Linked DNA regions of Mus musculus: region 1 is linked to region 2. Evidence: chromatin contacts called from public ChIA-PET data. All regions are on one chromosome and are shown on one strand. The core of a region is the stretch at or near the end of the contact, and the rest is flanking DNA. Distances in the headings are between cores, read along the strand shown.

Evidence for each region. ChIA-PET counts read pairs in DNA pulled down with a chosen protein or histone mark.
Region 1: a contact with region 2 is called in an RNA polymerase II ChIA-PET map of memory CD8 T cells, with 151 read pairs. The contact joins two enhancer-like sites. A contact is called at or near these places in 5 of 39 promoter capture datasets (the 3T3-L1 cell line, the C10 cell line, liver and 1 more), 1 of 15 datasets of contacts at CTCF or cohesin (pro-B cells), 2 of 484 Hi-C or Micro-C datasets (Th2 cells and cortical neurons) and 7 of 115 datasets of contacts at active chromatin or transcription factors (the 230-238 cell line, T-cell acute lymphoblastic leukemia, bone marrow-derived macrophages and 4 more).

What each region holds. Positions count from the first base shown.
Region 1 is chr10:42,960,472-42,964,201 of GRCm38.p6, reverse strand. Scml4 (Scm polycomb group protein like 4) reads right to left here. Exons shown (of 9, transcript NM_172938.3): 9 at 3,420-3,730. Among named protein-coding and RNA genes, the nearest start is that of Gm5079, 29 kb to the left of the region's middle. Within about 2 kb of position 1,886, at least 124 of the 459 cell types and tissues checked have an H3K27ac peak or open chromatin away from gene starts, as enhancers often do. A contact at or near this core is called in T-cell acute lymphoblastic leukemia, double positive thymocytes and memory CD8 T cells, where this site is marked.
Region 2 is chr10:42,697,013-42,700,689 of GRCm38.p6, reverse strand. Ostm1 (osteopetrosis associated transmembrane protein 1) reads right to left here. Exons shown (of 6, transcript NM_172416.3): 5 at 2,417-2,582; 6 at 1-207. The coding sequence ends at 152. Among named protein-coding and RNA genes, the nearest start is that of Ostm1, 20 kb to the right of the region's middle. Within about 2 kb of position 1,464, at least 36 of the 459 cell types and tissues checked have an H3K27ac peak or open chromatin away from gene starts, as enhancers often do. A contact at or near this core is called in T-cell acute lymphoblastic leukemia, double positive thymocytes and memory CD8 T cells, where this site is marked.

The DNA.
Region 1 (3,730 bases), core at 637-3,136, 260 kb before region 2:
TCAACCCCAGCACCCATATGGTGGCTCACAACCATCTATAACTATAGTCCTATGGGATTTGAAGCCTTCTTCTTGTGGACAGACAAAACATCTATACACATGAACTTAATTAATTAATTAATCAATCAATCAATTAATAGCTGGGCATGGTAGCGAATGCCTTTAATCCCAGCACTCAGTAGTCAGAGGCAGGATCTCTGTGAATTCCAGACCAGCCTGGTCTACATAGTGAGTTTCAGGATAGCTAGGGCTACATAGTGAGACTCTGTCTCAACAACAATTTGGCCTGAAGGCAAGTGTGTAGTGCATCTTTTCAGTGATTGCTGTAAATTCAGTGATTGCCCATCCCATTGTAGGTGGTGCCATCCCTGGGCAGGTGGTCCTATGGCTATATGAGAAAGCAGGCTGAGTAAGCCAGCAAAAGCAAGCCAGTAAACAGCATTTCCTCTTTATTGGCTCCCGCCTCCACATTCCTGCCCAGTTTGAGTTCCCACCCTGACTTCCCTTGGTGATGAACTGTGATGTGGCAGATGAAAAGCAAAACCAATCCAAATGCTTATCTTCCCCAAGTTGCTTGCCTTTGTTAGGGTTTCACTGCTGTGAAAAGACACCGTGACCAAGGCTACTCTTATAAAAGAAAACATTTAATTGGGGTTTGGCTTACAGTTTAAGAAGTTCAATCCATTATCATCATGGCAGGAAACATGGCAGTGTGCAGGCAGACATGGTGCTGGAGGAGCCGAGAGTTCTATGTCTAGATCTGAAGGCAGCCAGGAGAGGACTATCTTTTATAGGCTAGGAGGGGGGGGGGTCTGTCTTTTCCTAACTGGGTAGAACTTGGGCATAGGACCACAAAACCCACCCCTACTCTTCCTCCAACAAAGCCACACCCACTCAAACAAGGCCACACCTCCTAATGGTGTCACGTCCAATAGGCCAAGCATATTCAACCCATAACATTGCTCTTCCATGGTGTTTATTGTAGCAATGGAAACCTAACTGCAGCCTCTGGGCACAACTCTTATATGTGTCTACTCTTCTACCACAAAGACAGGGAGCCGAGTGTTGAGATCAACTAGCCAATGTCTGTTTGTGGTGTAGATTTGGCTACTGCATGGATAAACTCTATTAAACAGACAAAAATTTCAGAATTTACTTCACCTTGAATATTTGTATCTGATTCACGGACATCTGTGACTCCCTGAGAAGTAAACTTTTTCACAACCAGAGTTGTGCAACAGAGAGATAAGCCAGCTGCTCAGGGAGGGAACTCCCTATGATGGGAAGAAGCCAAGCAGAGAGCTTCGCTAGACTGTAGGGAAGGCGGTCCAACCCTGGGTGGGGAGGCAGAGACATCACACGATTTTAGGCTGCTTCCTTTTGTGGTGAAAGTAGCCTTTGATAGTTCACGGCTGCAGGAAAATGACGCCATGTCTCATTTCATGGTTTGAAGAAGCATGTTGTTGGTTCGTTCCCGTGCCGGACCCACTGGTAGACTACTTTTCTGCCTCAGCGCCGTGGCGCGGGCCATGTGGTCAAGTAGGTGACAGAGCAAGCCTGAGTGGTTCATGGATATGTTTAGAGAGAAAGATGCTGCTGTCCCCACACTATCAAGAATCGCCATTCTGTCACTGCCAAGCCAGTTCTCCGCCCTCTTCTTCTTTGTCATCTTCCTGTTCTGCCATCCTGTGTCACAGTATCAACTCCTGGTCCCAATGGCAGCTGGCCTGGGAAACGGTGTCTTGGTAAGTGTGCCAAGAAGCCCAAGGTCTCAGGTAGGAAGTCTAGCAGGTTGGCCAGGGGCACAGCTTAGGGAAATGTACAGCTGGCTGCGTAGCACAGCGTCTCCAGACCAGTGTGTGCTCGTAAGTGCAGCACTTGGTGCAGTCTTGTGTGCTGACTGTACTGTAGCCACAGAGGAAGTTACCACAGGAAGTGTCCCAGCTGTTGCTTATTAGCATTAAAACAAAATTACACAAAGCAAATTGTTAGCAGACATGTTGCCCTAATCTTTAACTGGTGGCAGTAAATAAGAGTGATCCTCTTTCAAGTAAATACTAGATTTCCAAAAACCCAGCTTCCAATTGTCCGTGAAGGAATCCTGTGGGATGAGGCTAACTAAGCCTTGGAGGGAGAGACACAAAGGGGCTGCGGCTCCAGCATCCCTAGCTCTGCAGAGCCCAGAGTGGGCTCCCGGGCAGCTGGTGCTAACTTGGCAATATGGAAGGACGCAGGACCGTTGGTGCCTCTGGACATCTGGACATCTGCTGGATTCCCCCAGGGGCTCCCAGTCTGGACCTCTCATGGAACAGAGCAAAATCATGTGGCAACACACAAGCAGAGCAGGGACTCAGCTCTGAGTGTGTTTATGTAAAAAACAAAAGCAAAAAACCAAAACATGTCTTTATCCATGATCTAAACAGTTCGAGCCTGCCTCCACTGGGGAAAGTGGGGTAGGTTATCTTTTGAGTGCATATCCCGTTACTTATGCACTGGGATAGCTCTCCAGGTATCCTCTCTCTAGAATAGTTCTCAGGGAGAGATCAGAAGGTCCTTCAAGACTTTCTAATGATGACTGTGTTCAACAGAACATTGGGTGTTTCTAGTTTTCTTCAGAGATTCAACAAACCCTTCTAAAAGAATATACATTTAATTTTAAACCCATTTTAATTTAAAGAATTATTCTGTGGCATCATCAGGTTCTGGCTGTCATGGGCAGGGGCGGTGGGCACAAACGGTATTGTACGGTTTTCCTAAGAAGTGTATAATTTTGTTCATCTGGTTTGATTCTCAAACCCTCAGCCCAGCATCTCTTCCCAAGTTATCAATTCTGAGCACAGGTTTTGCTGAGGCGTTCTCTCTGCTCTTTTATTTCTGAAAGGGGAAAAAATTGGCAATCCTGTGGAAGAGAAATAACAGGCCCATGTCCTCCCTGGCAGACATAAGTGAAACGCTTAGGCAGTTGTTCCTGGCCGAGGCCTCTCCAGTAAGGCCTTTCCTGCGGCATCCAGGTCCTCAGGTCCTGACATTTCCACTCAGCTGATTCAGAGGAACAAGTCTAGGCACCAGGACTGTTCTGGTCATCTAGCTGTGCACAGAACAGGCCCTGCTACAATAAGAGGAAATGCCTACACGTAACAGACCATGCCGCACCAGACCATGCCGCGCCTCTGCACTACAAAGCTGGAAAGATATTTGAGAACATGCAATAGCTGCTATCCTCACAACCACTTCTTAGATTTTTCAACTCCAGTATCTGGAGATGCATAGACACACACACACAGACAGACACAAATATACACACACAGGTTTATAGACAGGCACAGAAAGACATACAGACACACACAGAGACATCCTTTTTTTTTTTTTTTATAAACATAGTGATCTGGTTTCAGAAAGTGGCGACTCTTTTTTTTTTTCCTTAAGATTTATTTATTATATTTGGGTACACTGTAGCTGTTTTCAAACACACTGTAGGCTGTTTTCAAACACACCAGAAGAGGGCATAGGATCCCATTACAGAGGGTTGTGAGTCACGGTGTGGTTGCTGGGATTTGAACTCAGGACCTTCGGAAGGGCAGTCAGTGCTCTTAACTGCTGAGTCATCTCTCCAGCCCCATAAACAGACACATACACACACAGAGGCACAGACAGACACACAGAGAGAGATACACAAATACACACACAGACTCATACACACAGGCCACATCTTTTATCTAAAATCTTCACA
Region 2 (3,677 bases), core at 215-2,714:
GAGAACCCTTATTCAGAATAAATTATAGGTCTGCAGTCCCAACATTTCGTGAGAATGCAACTTGTCCGACCTTGGCTCATCTTCTTCTCGACTGTGCTGTGGTCTAACACTTACTGGCACAACGTGAGGTCGAGTCCCCGTTTTGCAGGCTTCAGGTGGCATTTTCTTGAATGTTGGCAAAACTGGTGCTCGACTTGAGACGTTTGGCTGGGGAGAGACACAGGGCTGAGTTTAAATTCCTGCTCTCGAGGGCTTACCCAGTGCTTACATGCAAACCACTATATTGTCTATTGATTGGCTTAACATGGCTTGATCCAATTTTCCTAGACGTAAAACCTAAGGTTTTTTTTTTAATGAAGAGCATAAAATTAAATTAAGTAGAAGCTACTACCCATGACTTTGTTAAGAGCAGTACCTAATAAAACAGGCATCCACGCTTTCTTGAGCACTGCAATGTTAACGTGTACATAAAGAATAACAAGGAAAGTCCAAGCTAGAAATCAAGCTCTAAACATCTCTTAAAAGACAAGAGTGTTTACAAAGCTTCTACCCCAGTCATTGTTAATTACGAAGTCTGAAGAATTCCTCCTAAGAGCTGGACCAAGACACCACCATAGCTAATACAATCAGGGAAAGGAAAGAATACGTACCGAAGGACAGAACATTGCCTCTATTTTCAGACAAAAGCATTTTTTTTTCAAGTAGGGCACGCGGTGTGTGCCTGTGATCCTGGAACTTAGGAGATTAAGAATGGAGGATTGTGAGTTTGAAGCCAGCCTGGCCTACATAGCAAATTCCAGGCTAGCCTGTGCTACACGGCGAGACCCTATCTCAACACATTCATGCTGGGCGCCAGTTCAGTGGTAAAGGGTATTGCTAACACTTATAAAGTTCTAGCTTCAATACCTAACACCAAGCAAGAACAACAAAACACACATATTGTGTGTGTGTGTGTGTGTGTGTGTGTGTGTGTGTGTAAATGTCACAATGAAATACATTATTCTGAGTTGGCAGCAGTGGCAGGAACCTTTAATCCCAGCGGACAGAAGTGGATCTCTATGAGTTTGAAGCCAGCCTGGTCTACTGCACAAGTTCCAGGATAGCCAGAGCTACACAGAGAAACCATGAGTCAAAAATAAATAAATAAATAAATAAATAAATAAGAAAAAAAGACTCTAGTTTTAAAAAGAATGGTTCTTTTAAAGTTGAGTTATATATCACATATAGCACTATTAGCAAAATATGTAATATTCAGCTATGATTATGATGGCCATGGCATTGAGCCACTAGGTTTAAATAGAATCATGGCCCATAGCCACCTGGCGAGGTCGTGCGTTGAACAGTTGAGTGCAAATGTTTCTCATGCTCTAGAACTGAAAACCCACAGTGTCACCTGCAGTGGGAGTGGCACCCGTGGTGGGAGTGGCACAGGCTGAGATCTGAGAACTGCTGGCCTCATAGGAGGAGCTGCAGCAGGGCTCAGGCGCCTCTATTTCCTTGCCTTGTTTTAAGCTCTGCACAACTCTCAAAGACATAACCATGCCACAGAGCAGTCACATGTCATCAGTTCATGCAGGGAGGAAGGCAGGAGGTGGGGGGAGGGAGAGCAATCGGCCATGAGCATCGGCACATGAACTCTTCACTCACACGAGTATTTGGGGTTATTGTATGTGTCTGTCTGTCTGTCTGTCTTTCTCTCTGTATGGTTTTATTGTTTATTTGCTTTGGTCTTTTGCTGTGTTAATTTGTTTGTTTTTGAGTCAGGTTTGACCTGTGAAGCCATGGCTGGCTTAGAACTCGTCATGTAGACCAGGCTGGCTTTAACTCAAGGATCCATCTGCTTCTGCCTCCTGAAAGCCATATTGCCTGACATTATTTGATCCAAGATTTTTTTTCCATAAAGAATTTCACAGGGATAGTATTTTGATGCTAACATTAAAACAGACTATAGTATTCTTTTGTACAACAAATGTCTGCGAGCACTCACTATGCCCGGGCACTTTCTAGGTACTGGCAATATGACAGACGGTATACAAGGAAACAACTTCTTCTTCTGATGATCTTTATGATCCAATCAAGGGAGACGAATCAAGTAGAACAAACAAATGAGAGAGTTAAGTGACCTCAGCTGTCAGCAGCAGCAAAGCCGCCGGCTTACTGCCTGCGTGCCATAAAGAAAGAGCACAAAGTCTGGTGATGGCTCGGCAGGTAAAGGCACTAGCCACATCTTTCTTAAATAGATCTGTACCTTTCCCCTACATTATGATGATGAAGGTTGAATCCACGGCCTTGTGCATACAGGTAAGAGCTTTGACGCTGTACCCCCAGCCCCTTGACCCCGTAATCTTTTTTGACCCCGTAATCTTTTACGTAGGTGCTCGGCTAAATGGATGGATGACTACAGAAGGGAACTTACGTAGAATGAGTTTGCGTTTCTTTTGCTCTGAGTGAAGGAAGCTACTGAGGTAGAAGACGACAGGCAGGAAGAGAATGAACACAGACACAGCAACCACGGACACCGTGTCGCTGCAGGTGACCGAACAGTTGAAGGTTCGACTCCAAAGCTTCCGAGTAATGTTCATCTAGAGAAACAAATATCATATTATAGTCTCTTTACTTAAAGTTTAATTAAAGTTCTCTTTAATGTCTTAGTATATTTTTGCAATCCAAACATCATTTAAAACAGCGTTAAAAATCTACTGATAGTTGAGAACAATTTCTTCTGCTAGGAGAAAAAAAGCTGGTTTACAATTAGTAACTGTATAATATTTGGTATTATTTTATTTTGGAGACTCTCTGTGCAACCCTGGCTATTTTGGAGCTCACTCTGTAGATCAGGCTGGCCTCGAACTCAGAAAAAAAAAACAAAACAAAACACACACACACAAAATAAGGTATATTCTAAATACATAATTATCACTGAGATATACCAGAATGTCAGTAATTTTATCTCCCAGAGAATGTGTAGTTATAAAACCAGAGTAAAGACTCTGTCTCCTGGTTAAAGGTGATTTAGTACTAAGAGCTGTTAAACAAGTACAGTCATGGGGCTGAGAGGTAAAAACCCCAAGCCCTATGAGCAGCCATGCTCGGTGCCTTTGCCTATCCTAAGCACCACTCGATGGTCCAGAGCAGTGTCCTCTAAGCTGGTTTGATAATGCAGACGAAGCATTCTTTTTTTTGGGGGGGGGGGGAGGTTGTTTTGTTTTTTGGGGGTTTTTTTGGTTGGTTGGTTGGTTGGTTTTTGGTTTTTGTTTTTTTTTTCGATACAGGGTTTCTCTGTATAGCCCTGGCTATCCTGGAACTCACTTTGTAGACTCAGAAATCCACCTGCTTCTGCCTTCCAAGTGCTGGGATTAAAGTCGTGCACTACCACGCCCGGCCAGACGAAGTATTCTTAACCAGCAAGCTTAGCCATTTTGACCTTGAGTTCTCTACTTTTGAGCCAATGATCTGTCTTCTCAGATAACTAAGTCTCAAGCCTAGGAGGGCACGGCTGCCACCTACTGGTGCTCACTGGAAAGACAAGCTATACAGTGGAGAAAAGGCTTCCGGATTCTCCAACATTTACTACAGTTACACATACTTACAAAAGCAGTACTGAATGACATCCTGGGCATGGTGGAGACGAAGCAGGAGGATCACTTCAAGTTCAAGGCTGGCCTGCGCTTAATAAT